Regions from separate parts of the Mus musculus genome. Here regions 2, 3 and 4 are each linked to region 1. The links are chromatin contacts, called in public promoter capture Hi-C maps. All regions are on one chromosome and are shown on one strand. The core of a region is the stretch at or near the end of the contact, and the rest is flanking DNA. Distances in the headings are between cores, read along the strand shown.

Region 1 (3,083 bases), core at 363-2,862:
CAATGTTATTTTGCCCTTTAAAGTATTAAAAGAAAATATAGGGGAAACTATGCCCTCCAAAGAACAGACATCCAAAGCAAAAAAAACAAAAAAAAAACAAAAACAAAAAACAAAAAACAAAAAACAAAAAAAAAAACTATTAGTTGAACAGTAGATTTATTTCTAGAGTCAAAAGATTTATTTCTAAGTAGTCAAAAAACCCAAATAATCCCATTAAAAGGGGGGCTTGAATAGTCACTGGCTATCAAACATATGAAGAATAGATAGCAACACTGTTGTTGCTACTCTTGACTGTCAGCTTATGGGTTTAGAACCACCTAAGAGACAAACCTCTGAGAATGTCTGTGAGGTTGTTTGGTTGGTTTTGCTGTTGTTAATGGAGGTGGGAAGTCTCACACTAACTCTGGGTGGTGCCATATCAGTCTCTCATACAAGGAAGTTAATCTCAAAGATTAACAGCGAGTCAGGACAAGTGCAGGGAAGTATATAGACATGGTGATTTAGTGGGTGTGGAGCATAGCCAAAAGGAAGACTTAACTTTTAAAGCACAGTAGGAAAACTGGATTACAAAGTGAGTATCCAAAAACAGCTAAGAGAGAACAGTTTGAATGCCCCAACACAAAGAAACAGTGTCTGAGGTGAGAAATATATCGTTTCCCCGGATCTTCTCATGAATGTATCTTCTCATGATCTTCTACATGCACTGAAATGCTGCCCCGTGACCCAGAAATATGTAAAATTATTACATGCCATTGGCTTTTTAAAGAATTTTAAAATGTTTTTTTTTAATCACCTGACCCTGTGGGGAGGATGCATGAGTGAGCATGTGAAGGCGGAGGACAACTTTCATGCACCCGTGAATGTTTTGTCCCTTTAACCAACTCGAATAACCAATAAGCCTTCTCCTCACACCCATGTGTCACTTATCAATAAAAAGAAAACAAACAACAAAAACCCCTTGAGTTCAAGCTTCTTTCTCCGGGTTCTGATGTACATTACCTTGCAAAGATTTTGTTTTTCAATATAAAAATGCTCTTCTACTTTTGGTTAAAGTCCCCTACTCTTTTAATGACTACTCTTCTACTGCATCATAGTCTAACTCTAGTCACTCTCTCCAATAATGCTGTAAGACATTTAGTTATTTTTGAGACAGCATCTGTGTGGACCTGACTTGCTCTGCAGACTAAGCTGGCCTTGATCTCAGAGAGATCTGTCTGCTTCTGCCTCCCAAGTCTGAGATTAAAGGTGTATACCACCATGCCTATCTATAATTCACATCTAGACTGGTATATTGAATTTAGGAGTTATGAAAGGAAGGAATACTGCAGTTGTAGATATACTGCACGGCGCAGGCGCAGAGGCCGGGAACTAGTCCGGCTTTCCGCTCCGGGCCCCGCGACCAGGACACCACGCCTGCTACCGGCTAGAACAGCATGGAGAAGTCCATGGGGAGCTCGACGCACCTGACAAGAAAGTCACAGGAAATCGGCGACCTCGGCAGCTGGTCGGCGGCAGAGCCGGGAGAAGCAGACACGCGGGTAGTGCCGGTTTCCTTTAACTGCCTGAGAGGAAGAAGGCCGAGCCACATTGGGTGTAGGACCGTCGGTCGCCCCGCCCCTTCCGGTAGCTGCTGTCGCTGCTTCCGGTAGCGCGGCTGGCTGGCTCCCGGCTCGAGCGTCCCCAGGCGCGTTCCGCTCCTCTGCCCGCGCGAGTTACGCCTTTCTGTCTTCAGCAACAGCGCCCGGCCCAGTCGCGGACAACACCAGAGCGAGCCCGGATAACGAAATGTGTTGCGAGAAGTGGAACCATGTGGCCGAAATGCTGCTCTTCATTGAAGACCGCGAGGAGGAGTACAAGATCCTTTGCCTCTGCTCCCGGGCATTTGTGGAGTAAGTCGCGACGGTCCTCTCTCACTTTCTGTCCTTGCTCAGGAATGGGGGTGTCGCAGAGTTAGAGAGAGGCTTTCCAGAAAGCCACATGACCTGATGTCTAAGAAACTCGAAACCCCGCGGGCATGAAGGAATGTTCTACTGCAATTACTAAAGGGAAGATTAATATAATTTTGATTTTTTTTTAAATGTGGTACCTTATATGTGTCATTTCGGGTTTCCATAAATGAAGGGCCAATCTCAACATTGGTTGAGTCGGGCGAGATGGCCCAGGTATTGGCCATGCAGAAGGATAGCAAATTCAAGACCATCCTGAGCTATACCAGTAAGATGGAGTGTGAAGTGTAAACTAATACAAATAGATTGATGAGATGAAGGATCAAATTAGAGCTCTATTTGCAAACTGTAAAATCCTTTCCAACAAAAATTTATGTATCTGAAACGTCTAATTATTTGAGATAAAAGTGTTAACTGTTTATGGCAGTTTTAGAGACATCTCTGGGGGAAATGTTGGTTTCATGTTTAAAATTGCCAGAATAGAAAGTACCTTCTGGTGGGAAAAGCATTGACAAATTTTAAATTTGAAGGTACTCATTTTCATTATGTACTTGAGGGAAGATATCTGAAAGTTTCCTCAAAAAAGAAATATAACACCATGTTAAATTTAACATTTAAAAAATGTACTAGGCTCATTTGCACAGGTCCTGCTGGTTCAGAGTTGAACAGTCTTCTAGTGGGGGAGTGAGGATGATTATAAGACCGAAAAGAAGACTCAGAGACAAAGGTTAGAAATCCGGAGGGCTGCAGGCCTGAACCACACTGGCCCCAAATGTATTTCTCATAACCTTAATACACTTTACAGTATCATGGGAAACAAAGTCACAAACTAGCACAGACAATGGCTGACAGAGAATGGATATCTGTTCCCATCCGGAGGCCTCCCTGTTCCTTCCACAAAGATTAATCGAACGTTCAGCCTCTCTCCTTGAGCCTCAGTTGTAGCTTTTTGTTCCATGCCGTTGGCAGGCCAGGAAATCTGTCAGCCTGACCTGCCTTGACTCCGCCTAACAGACAGGCTTTTACAGAAGCAGACAAAAATGACTCCCAACGCTCAGGTGTACATTTAATTCAGTAAAGTTCTTTTTTATGCTCCTATTAGATGCTGGTAGGTAATGGAATATAAGATGGGACCAG
Region 2 (3,243 bases), core at 345-2,844, 2.7 Mb after region 1:
ATCCATCAGTCTATCCACCTCCATATATATATATATACACACACACGTGTGTGTGTGTGTATTCACACATTCATCAAGAACCCAATAAATTGTTTTCTATGCCTATGTCCTATTGCTTTTCCCAATGGCAGAGCTTAGAGTGTTAACATAGCCAACAAGATTCTTGCTCTCGAAGTATCACCTAATGATTAAACTTTTCTAAGAATCATTTCCCTAAATGCCTATAATGTAACATTTGCTCTTTTTCTTTAAGGATGGGAAACATCAAATGACAGAAAGGGCTACAGTGTTAAAGTTTTAACAATCTACAGAATTTAAAATACTAGCATCCTGAGGACTGGAGGTGTGGCTCAATGGTGGAGCTCTTGATAACATTTATAAAACCTTCCCTTTGATCCTCAACTCTGGAAAAAAGAACATTATTATTCTGAGATGATATTTGAAGTGAATAGGAATCTCATTTGGAAAATTAGATCATTATAAAATGAAATTGGATCAAGTAAACATTGGCAAACCATGAACTAAAATCCAATACTCTTTTACTCTTTCTTAAATGTTTTATTAAAATTATAAGCTTATTTATTTCCCAATAAATTATATATTTAGTGTTTTCTACTATTTATTTCAAGCTTCCTAACTACAGTTTGTAGACACTTCTTTTGATGATGGGGACCCTGCTTTTTTATTAAAACAGTGGGTTTTTTTAGCCTATTAAGATATTGGTGAAGAATATCTCTTCATCTCTTCTAAGAATAATTGAGTATAATTGATATTTCCTTTCTTAGCATGACGATAAGCTGTTTAATTTAAACTGGTAACTATCAGCCGAAGAGGCAAAGAAACACTTTTTAAACTAAGAGAACACATACTGGTTTACCTCTCTGAAGATAATGCCAGGGGTATTGTCCTATTTTGATGTTGACAGTCCAGAAAATATCTAAATATCCTGCCCCGAAATGTTCTTTGAGTCATTCAAAATGATATCATGTGCAGGCACCAAAGCTTCCCAGTCACACAGTTGGTTAACATTGGAAAGAAAAGTTAGAGGCAGACAAACTCAGGCTCTGTGCTCTCACCCAAGCTTAGACGGAGTCTGCAGAAAACCCAGATGACTGCACACTTGCTTAGGCAGAGCATCTAGTCAGTTCATGTCACAGAAAGAACCCCTCTAAATATTACTCTTCTCAGCTTAGGTTTGCTCCACACACGCATACATAAACTTGCATCAAAAACTTGTAATTTTTTAGTTATGTTTAACAAGATCTGCATTACCAGTGGTGAATGTGAATATGCTAAGGGGAACTATCTATATCTTGTTAGATTTAGTCAAAGATGTGTCTTTTAAATTTAAAATTAAAAGTACTAATGTACTAGTATTTTTTTCATGCTGTGTAATCATGAAGGTATTGAATACTAGAAATAAATTAAGACAAATTTAAAAAATGTTTCCATACCTTCTCCTTATTCCAATGATAAACCATATGCAACAGCTCACTACCACAGCAATCCCCCAGATCAAAGAAATGCTCATCATTTTGCAAAAGCAGGAAAACGTCCCAAGGGGAGAATCTGTGCTTAGCAAAGCAAGACGGTCCAGAAACTGTGGCTCTAACTAGGCTTTATATATGCACAGGACCATGATCCAATAACTTGAACTTGGGTGACCAGAGCAAACACTAACTATTTGTCCTCCTAAAAAAAAGAAAAAAGAAAAAAGAAAAAAATAGCATTATCTGGCCTTGAACTAAGTCCATCTTCTCAGAAGAGGCTCCAGAACAAGCAGAGAGCTGCAATAGTCGATAAGCCGAAGGTCTGTCCCTCATGTGCTGACATAACATTCAAAGCTGGGGACAACAGCTAACACTGTGCTTCTGTGTGTAGAAAAAGAAGTAAACACACTACAGAAGAGCTCACCTACCAAAGATGTGGAGTGTGTTGTAAAGCAAAACAGGCAGAAGCTTTCCATCCTGGCTTTAATACTGGCTGTCCATGTCATTAACCTTTGGGGAAAATTATTTAAATTAATTTCCAGAAGTATACAGCAACCGATCCTAAAGGATGTGAACGGTGTGGAACAGTTTGTTTTGTTTGTTTCTTTGTTTGTTTGTTTTTGCTTGATTGTTCAGTGTGTTTATAAAGCCACAGGTGCTTCATGTAGTCTATCTACTATCGTCGAAATAGAAAACCTCCCAGCACTCATCTTCTAGGCAGCCATAGCTTGAGAATTCACTCTTTACCAATTTTTATTTGTAATTAAGATGTACTTTTATTTCAAATAAAGACTACAACACTTCTTGTCAAAGTAAATATGAATTCATAATTTACCTCTTATACTACTCATAAACTGGTATACAACTTTCCCAACTTTACTCAGCATAATCTTTCATTTTGTGCTGAAGATTGAACCAATGGCCCCACTCCTCCAAGGCAAGCACTCTACCGCTGATTTACACCCCAGCTCCCTACTTAACATAAATATTAATTGAGCATTTTTATGTTCCAGGAACTCTTTGAAGATATTCTGGTTTCAGGTACTAACAAGACAGGGAGTTTCTCTACTGAAGATTGTATTTTGATGGGGAGACAGCAAATATGTGTTGTGTATCCATAAAATGAGGTGTATAGGGATAAATATGGCTTTAAATATGTTGATAGGAGAAGCTTTTTTGAAAAGATGATACTTGAGATAGAATAGCTAAGGAAAGACATTTCCAGGAGAGGGGACAGCAAAGGTGAAGTTCCTGAGCAGAGAGAGGATGAACTTGGTGTGCTAAAACACAGAATGAACAAATGGAGGATAGAAGATGGAGTTGGGTTTAAGAAAGAGACTAGAAGATAAGCAAAAATTAGTTCATATAGGGCTGCTTCTATATGCTTCATATAGAGTGGAGAGAGGATTGGACCTATTGCCTTGGAAGGCAAAATACCAGTGTAATGTTTTGAACATTTGAAAATCCAAGGGACAATGTCAATTTCTCAGCTGAGTATAAGAATCTGAGGTAAGGAGAAAGGAAAACATCAGTGATGTAGATGTTAAGCCGTCAGCATTTTTGATATTTAAAGCCAAGCGACCCTCTCAGGTCACCTAGCAGAAGCAGTAGGTAGAGTATGACACTAGGCCAGAGAGAGTGCATTCTATTCCCCGATGCCAGGAAAAGGGGAGAAAAGAAAACAATAAAAGAGAAATAAACTGTACAAATATGTCTCTGGATACATATCTGTATAGTGTGTGTATTATTATTA
Region 3 (2,937 bases), core at 264-2,763, 2.8 Mb after region 1:
ACTTGCTGAGTCTGGCTTGTTGCTTGTATACATATGCTGACCACTTTGTACTGGACAACCAATAAGAGGGCAGAGAATAAATCCCTCTCTCCTAGCTACCAAACCTCCTCAAAGAAGCTTCTCTTTATGGCGAATGGAAACCATCACAGAACATCATGTGTTTAAGGCATGTGAATTGACTCACATGAAATTAATAAATGGGGAAATGATACAATGTGATACTATCAACACAGTTTGAGTCCTATGCATGGGATGTCCCCAGTGCATCTCCCCCATGTAATCAGTGACAACCTTTGTCCACAATTACAGAAAAGGCTTCACCAATACACAAGCCCATAAGAAAAGCTTAAGGTGGTGCCTTCCTTTAGTGTTAGTGTATTCAAGAGTTGCTATGAGTCTCTTGATGGTTTTGTGATTGCTAAGGTGTGCTGACAGATAAGGTAGCTGCCAGGAAACAAGGAAAAGTCAGAGAGAAGGAGGGGGGAAGAAGAGTCCCTCTTGATTTCAAAACAAGGTAGTAGTCCACTACTCAAGCTTTTAATTTTTATAAAGCTGGTCTGTTAAAATACACACACAGAACACACACACACACACCTTAAAAATGTGGAGACAAGTTCCTGCCTTCAAAGCCATCTCAGAGTAAGACTGGGCAGGGAACATGCTCTTTTTTAAAAAAAAAAATTTATTTAAGACATGCTTTTAAATAGCTGCCTTGCTTTTGCTTGCTGCTTCTATTTGAGAACACGCTAAGCACCGTGTTCTGTCTTTCAGCCTGTGCGTGCCATCTGCCATGTTGTTTATAGCATGTATTTTTGTAGAAAGCATTTTGTCAGACCCATGAGGTTTTATAAAGAAATTACAGTGAGAAAGCAAGAATAATCTCAAGGAAAACTAGAACTGGTGTAATATTCCCCTTTCACATCTGAACACCATTTTTCAGCCAAGGTTGGTTTTCTAGCCTGCTTCACTCCCTGCCTCCTTCCATGGCTTCATTTTATTTAACATCTAGACTCAAATCTTTATAGAGGCAAAGCCTTAAGCGTGTCTCTTTATAGTCTCTTTCTCAAGAAGCTGCTAGACAATGCATTGCCTATACGAGAGCGAAGGAAAGGCTTGGGACTCTCCAACTCAACACAGAGGGCCATGGGGGAGAAACTCAAGATGATGCAGAACAAAGTCAAAGGCAGATGGCCATATGGCCTCCTACAGTGCACCTTGTCCATCTGCCCCTGGTACAGAGATAGCTGCCAGGAGGTGGATGGAGGCTAGAGCTAAGAACTGAGGGATCACAGCAGATCCCCTCATGTATAGGATACATTTCAGGACACTGTAATGCTTTAAAATTTAGGGCAGCAGTAACCTCTTTATATACTATGTGTTTTCTATCCATGCAGGCCTATAACATAAATTATTTTATAAACTAGACATAGTGAGGGTAAGTAAGATGCTAATAATAGCATAGAGCAATCACCATTGACTGGAGTAGCAGTTAGGGAACAGCTGTTTCCCTATCCTGAACTATCTATAGACTACTTACCATCTCCCTGTGATGCTCGGAGATGAGACAGTGTTGACAAGCCCATCTTGAGTGCCAATAATGGAGGTTAGTAAGGAGCCAAGTAATTAAAGGTGATATGTGCAGCTGAGGGAAGATGTGACAGAATTTATGCAGGGCTAGATCATATGCCCTTGCTCCTAAGGACATTTTATACATAATCACCGCAAAATGGCTTCTTTCCAGAATGAGTTACATAACCCATTAACATATAATGGGCTATATATAAAGAACTATATACCACTTGCATTTATTGCTTACTTATGGTTCCACAGACATTTAGTAGCAGCCATATCTAAACCTTTCTCTTCCCCTTACAGTCTTTATTCCCTTCATTCCACATACCCCAGGCACCTTATTAGAACTGCCTACAGGAACAGTTCTTGAGCCCATCGTCCACAGCTACACTATAGAGAAGAACAACATTTGACCAGTAATCAGGCTCTTCATCCTAAAGTATTACAGTTCACTTTAGGCTAGAGGAGATGCTGTGGTTGCCTTCTGGTCAGCCTGGGCAATAGGATCAGCAAACAAGAGACCTGTCATCATATCAGTACTGTAAAGGTACAAGCACAATCGTCAGACACAGGAAGGCACCTGATGTAGTCAACTTGTTAAGTATTAGGGGGTTCTTCTTGCTCTTCTTCCAACTAGGCTTATTGCAGTCACTACTGTTTGGGGATTGCCCGGAAAACATCCCTTCCTTCAGAAGTCTCATTTTCCATTGAGCATTTATCTATACCATGGCCTTGCTGCCTGTATGTCCTAGTTGCCAGTACAGCCATACAGCAGACTCTTCTGTTCCTGGCCATTGTATCTACAGAATACTGGCTAACCCACTGGCCTTACCATTCCCTCATACTCCTACACTGAGTAAAGGTTTATGGCCGGTCACATGAAAGACTGTCACAGACTCCTGTTTGTTTTCCTAGATGTCAAAAGACTTCCCACCTGGGGGGGGGGGGGCCCACAATGAACATCCATCGTTTTTGTCTGAGGTATTTGCTTAGCCTCACCGTCTACCATGGTTTGGTAGCTTGGGACTCTGGATTCTGAAAACAGCCCAAGGCAACCACGCTGTGTTGTTATAATGATGATACTGTGCCAACTTCTGATTCTCTGGCAAATGTGGAATCAGCAGCTGTGAGCCTGAGAGCTTCCCATGAATCACCTTCCCGGGTGAAGACAATTTTTTCTTGACTCTCCAAGACCACGCCAATGGAGAGAAGAGCCTTTTCCAGGTCTGCCATATGGTGGTATCTAACCAAGGACAAGTCAGTTGATCTATCGAGTCCATGATGGTGGCACTACGGTACACATGAGTGAAGTTGCCTCTTTCAGTTCCTTTTAGCCCACAATCATTCTCCAGTTCCATTGACTTG
Region 4 (3,199 bases), core at 328-2,827, 2.6 Mb after region 1:
ATATAAATGAAGAAAATATCTAATAAAAAAATTGAAAAGAATTGTCACAGTCTCAGTCTTGCTGTGGTCTCTCCAGTTGGACTGATTTTCATTACTCAAGGCCACATCTGGTGACCTTGGCCCAGTAAATAAGCCTGGCTGCTTACACATCAGAATCTAACTTAGCCCAAAACTCTAGTCTAAGGCTCTTTCTGACCACCTCATAATCGCTTCTAAAAAAAAAAATCATTTCTAAACAACCAGGTAGTATTTTGCTGACATGTGTAAGATGTTTCCATTATCTGTCTTAGAACTTATCTGTGACTTTTTACTTGTGGTCTTTCCTGGCCCAACAACTGTGAAAAGTTCTTCTCCTTCAAGGCCCAACATTAAAAGGTCATTTCTTGTCAAAAACATGATGGGAATTTTTAAGGCAGAATGTGTATCAAGACAGCAATGCAAGGTTTGGTAACTTGTACTGCTAGTTTCTAGTTTAATTATCATTTGCCTCGCTCAAGTACATCATTACATACTCAGCAATATGAGTGGAGCACTGTTGAGTTAACTGAACTGGGGAGAGGGACCATTATCCTTTGCCTTCTGAGTCTCAAGCTGAAAATAAAACTGAACTAAATAAATTTTCAGGAGAAAAGGACACACATTTTATTTTTTTTAAAACAATCATGTGATTAGCGTCTTCGTGGGAAACCTGAAAGCCTGTGTGGCTGTATCTACATACCAGGGGCAACCAAGAAAAGTAGCTAAGATGTGGATTTAATTCTAAAAGGTCTGTTGCAGACCTCTCAGTTTCATCTTCTCTACCTCATAAGTTTTTGTTTTTGTTTATTTTTTTTAAGTGCTCGAAACTCAAAGAACAGCCAAGGCAGCAGGCTGTAGGCTCCCACCTAGCATGGTACACACAACAGGCACCAAGAGAGTATTCTCCATTCACATACAGTCCGCGAGTAATAAATACTCTTTGCAAAGTAAAGTGTACTCTGTTACCTGCTTATATCTTTCTTTCCCTTCCTAGCTTATAAATTTCATAAAGGCTTCTTTTTTTTTTCTTGGGAGGCAATTCTTGGAGGTGTAAGTGTCTGGGACTTAAGATGAGAGTTAAGTCAATCCCAGCAGAAAAGAAGATGGCTTAAGAGTCTCCATTCTCATTGCCAAAAGCTTTACCGTGTTTCCTATCCTCAATACGGATCCACTCAGAAGGACTAATTTACCATCCAATCCTGGATAAGGGAAAATGACAGATAAGGGGAAATGAAAGGTGGAGTTGTTCATCTGCTAAGATATTGCATTGTTGAGTTAAATGAACTTGGAAGACAACGCTGCGCTCTAAAGGCAACCTACAGCATCTCCCAGCGAGTCGAATGGTGACTATAGAGAGATCTCAAAAACTGAAAAACTGGCGAGCCCTGCGGACCGGAACCCTACAGCGAGTGCGCACCGGCTGGTGGGGGGAAAAGGAGCCCGGAGGAACACCACGAACCCGGCACGGCTCCGCCCCCTCTCCAAGGCAGTGGGAGTCACGGAGTGGCTCCGCCCCTTCCACAGTCGCTAAGCAACCAACCCCGGAAGTCGCGGTCCGGGGCAGGCGCCGCAAGCGGGTGAAAGATGGCGGAGGGTGGCCGTGCGGAGCCGGAGGAGCAGGAGCGTGGGTCCTCCAGGCCACGGCCCCCAAGTGCGCGGGACTTACAGGTGCGCAGGCATGGAGCGCGGCGGCGGCGGGCGAGAGGGCGTGGGCATGGCGGGCGCGGGCCAGAGCCACTTTGTACCTCACCTGAGCCTGTCTCCGGAGAACTGGAGGGTCTCTCCTGGAGGCGCATTGCGGAGGGGTGCGTGTGGAATCCTGTGCCCTAGCCTCAGGCGGCGGTACAGGGGTTCCCTTCACGCTGGATGCACAAAGCAAATGTCATTTTGCCGAGCCATCTGGGTGCCTCCCAGCTGATGCTGCCTGCATTTGGGGAGTTGCTGTGGCCAGTGATAAATCAGCCATCACTAAAAAAGTAACTTTAAAAATGACGCGTGCTGGTTTGTTCTCCTGGATGCTTTTTCACGTTTGATGATTTATACATTAAAAGCACTTTCTTCTCCAAAAGCCTGCGGTTTTGCAGGGGAGAGCTTAAAACAGTTCAGGCTTTGGTCACAGCTCGCTTGAAAGAGTTCACAAAACAGCTTAACAGAAATAAAACTCAGCAATGTTAGGATGCTGGCATTAGCTAAACACTTGTCCGATGCTAATACTGCTTGTCCATTTTAGCCTTTTTTTTCTATCTCCTCATGAAATCATTGATAAAACTCAAACGATTAAACATATATTAGGGGTTATAGTTCAGAATAAATGAGCCTGGATTCGCAAACCTTGACAGAGCATTTTTATAGCAGGTCTTCATTCTGTAACCAGACGTACTGACCGTTTGCCATTCTAACTTTGTGCTGAAGCTCTGGGAAATGTGGATACAAATAGGACATCAAATCCAGAAGTAGTAGTGGATACTGTTGTGTGCTATCAAATTTTGTGAAAGGTCTCAGATTTGAAACAGGCTTGTAAAGCAGCTTTACAGACCAAGCCAATGCAGAATTCTAATGGTATTAATTGAGCACTGGTTGGTTCCGGTGACCCCGGAGCCAGTTAGCTCGTTATCTTAGAGTAATTGTCACTGTGATGAAACACCATGACCAAAGCAGCTTGGGGAGGAAAGACTCATGCTTCCACTCACAGTTCCTTATCAGACAGGACGTCAGAGCAGGAACATGGAGGCAGGAGCCGATGCAGAGGCTATGAAGGGTGCTACGTACTGGTTTGCTCCCCAAGGTTTCTTCAGCCTGCTTTCTTATAGGACCCTGGGCTCACAGCCCCGGTTTGGCACCACCCATAGTGTGTGTGGCCCTCCACCATCCATCACTAATTAAGAAAATGCTCCAAAGACTTGCCTACAGCCTTATGAAGGCATTTTTTTTTCATCGAGCCCCCCTTTCCCTGATATCTCTGGCTTTGTCAAGTTGACATAAAACTAAACAGCACACTAGTGAGGCAGTGTATTTTCTGTGTCTGGCTTGCTAGTTTTCATAAAGTCACATCTTATTGTCACTTGGAGTTTTCCCAACATGCTCTGGGTCTAGAAGCTGCCTCATTCAGGAATTCTATTTTGTTTTATGAATAATCTAGGTTTAATTGTCCTGAACAGTCTCTATTTTAACCACATATAAC

What was found. Promoter capture Hi-C pulls out the DNA fragments that hold promoters and counts their contacts.
Region 2: a promoter capture Hi-C map of liver shows a contact between it and region 1, with 3 times the contacts expected there. The contact joins the promoter of Cyp7a1 here to the promoter of Tmem68 in region 1. A contact is called at or near these places in 2 of 39 promoter capture datasets (hippocampal neurons and liver).
Region 3: a promoter capture Hi-C map of hippocampal neurons shows a contact between it and region 1, with 2.7 times the contacts expected there. The contact joins the enhancer-like site here to the promoter of Tmem68 in region 1. A contact is called at or near these places in 3 of 39 promoter capture datasets (the 3T3-L1 cell line, cranial neural crest and hippocampal neurons), 1 of 115 datasets of contacts at active chromatin or transcription factors (large pre-B cells) and 1 of 9 other capture datasets (liver).
Region 4: a contact with region 1 is called in a promoter capture Hi-C map of pre-B cells. The contact joins the promoter of Ubxn2b here to the promoter of Tmem68 in region 1. A contact is called at or near these places in 4 of 39 promoter capture datasets (the C10 cell line, hippocampal neurons, liver and 1 more), 3 of 484 Hi-C or Micro-C datasets (CD4 T cells, muscle stem cells and rod photoreceptor), 2 of 115 datasets of contacts at active chromatin or transcription factors (acute myeloid leukemia and astrocytes) and 1 of 9 other capture datasets (adipose tissue).

What each region holds. Positions count from the first base shown.
Region 1 is chr4:3,573,241-3,576,323 of GRCm38.p6, forward strand. Tmem68 (transmembrane protein 68) reads right to left here and starts at 1,613. Exons shown (of 8, transcript NM_028097.4): 1 at 1,464-1,613. Tgs1 (trimethylguanosine synthase 1) reads left to right here and starts at 1,639. Exons shown (of 13, transcript NM_054089.4): 1 at 1,639-1,889. The coding sequence starts at 1,786.
Region 2 is chr4:6,274,038-6,277,280 of GRCm38.p6, forward strand. It overlaps Cyp7a1 (cytochrome P450, family 7, subfamily a, polypeptide 1), which reads right to left and starts at 1,595. Exons shown (of 6, transcript NM_007824.3): 1 at 1,455-1,595. The coding sequence starts at 1,534. RefSeq lists a promoter at 1,563-1,913.
Region 3 is chr4:6,344,393-6,347,329 of GRCm38.p6, forward strand. No RefSeq gene overlaps it. Among named protein-coding and RNA genes, the nearest start is that of Sdcbp, 20 kb to the right of the region's middle. Within about 2 kb of position 1,514, at least 12 of the 459 cell types and tissues checked have an H3K27ac peak or open chromatin away from gene starts, as enhancers often do. A contact at or near this core is called in hippocampal neurons, where this site is marked.
Region 4 is chr4:6,189,528-6,192,726 of GRCm38.p6, forward strand. It overlaps Ubxn2b (UBX domain protein 2B), which reads left to right and starts at 1,578. Exons shown (of 8, transcript NM_026534.2): 1 at 1,578-1,686. The coding sequence starts at 1,603.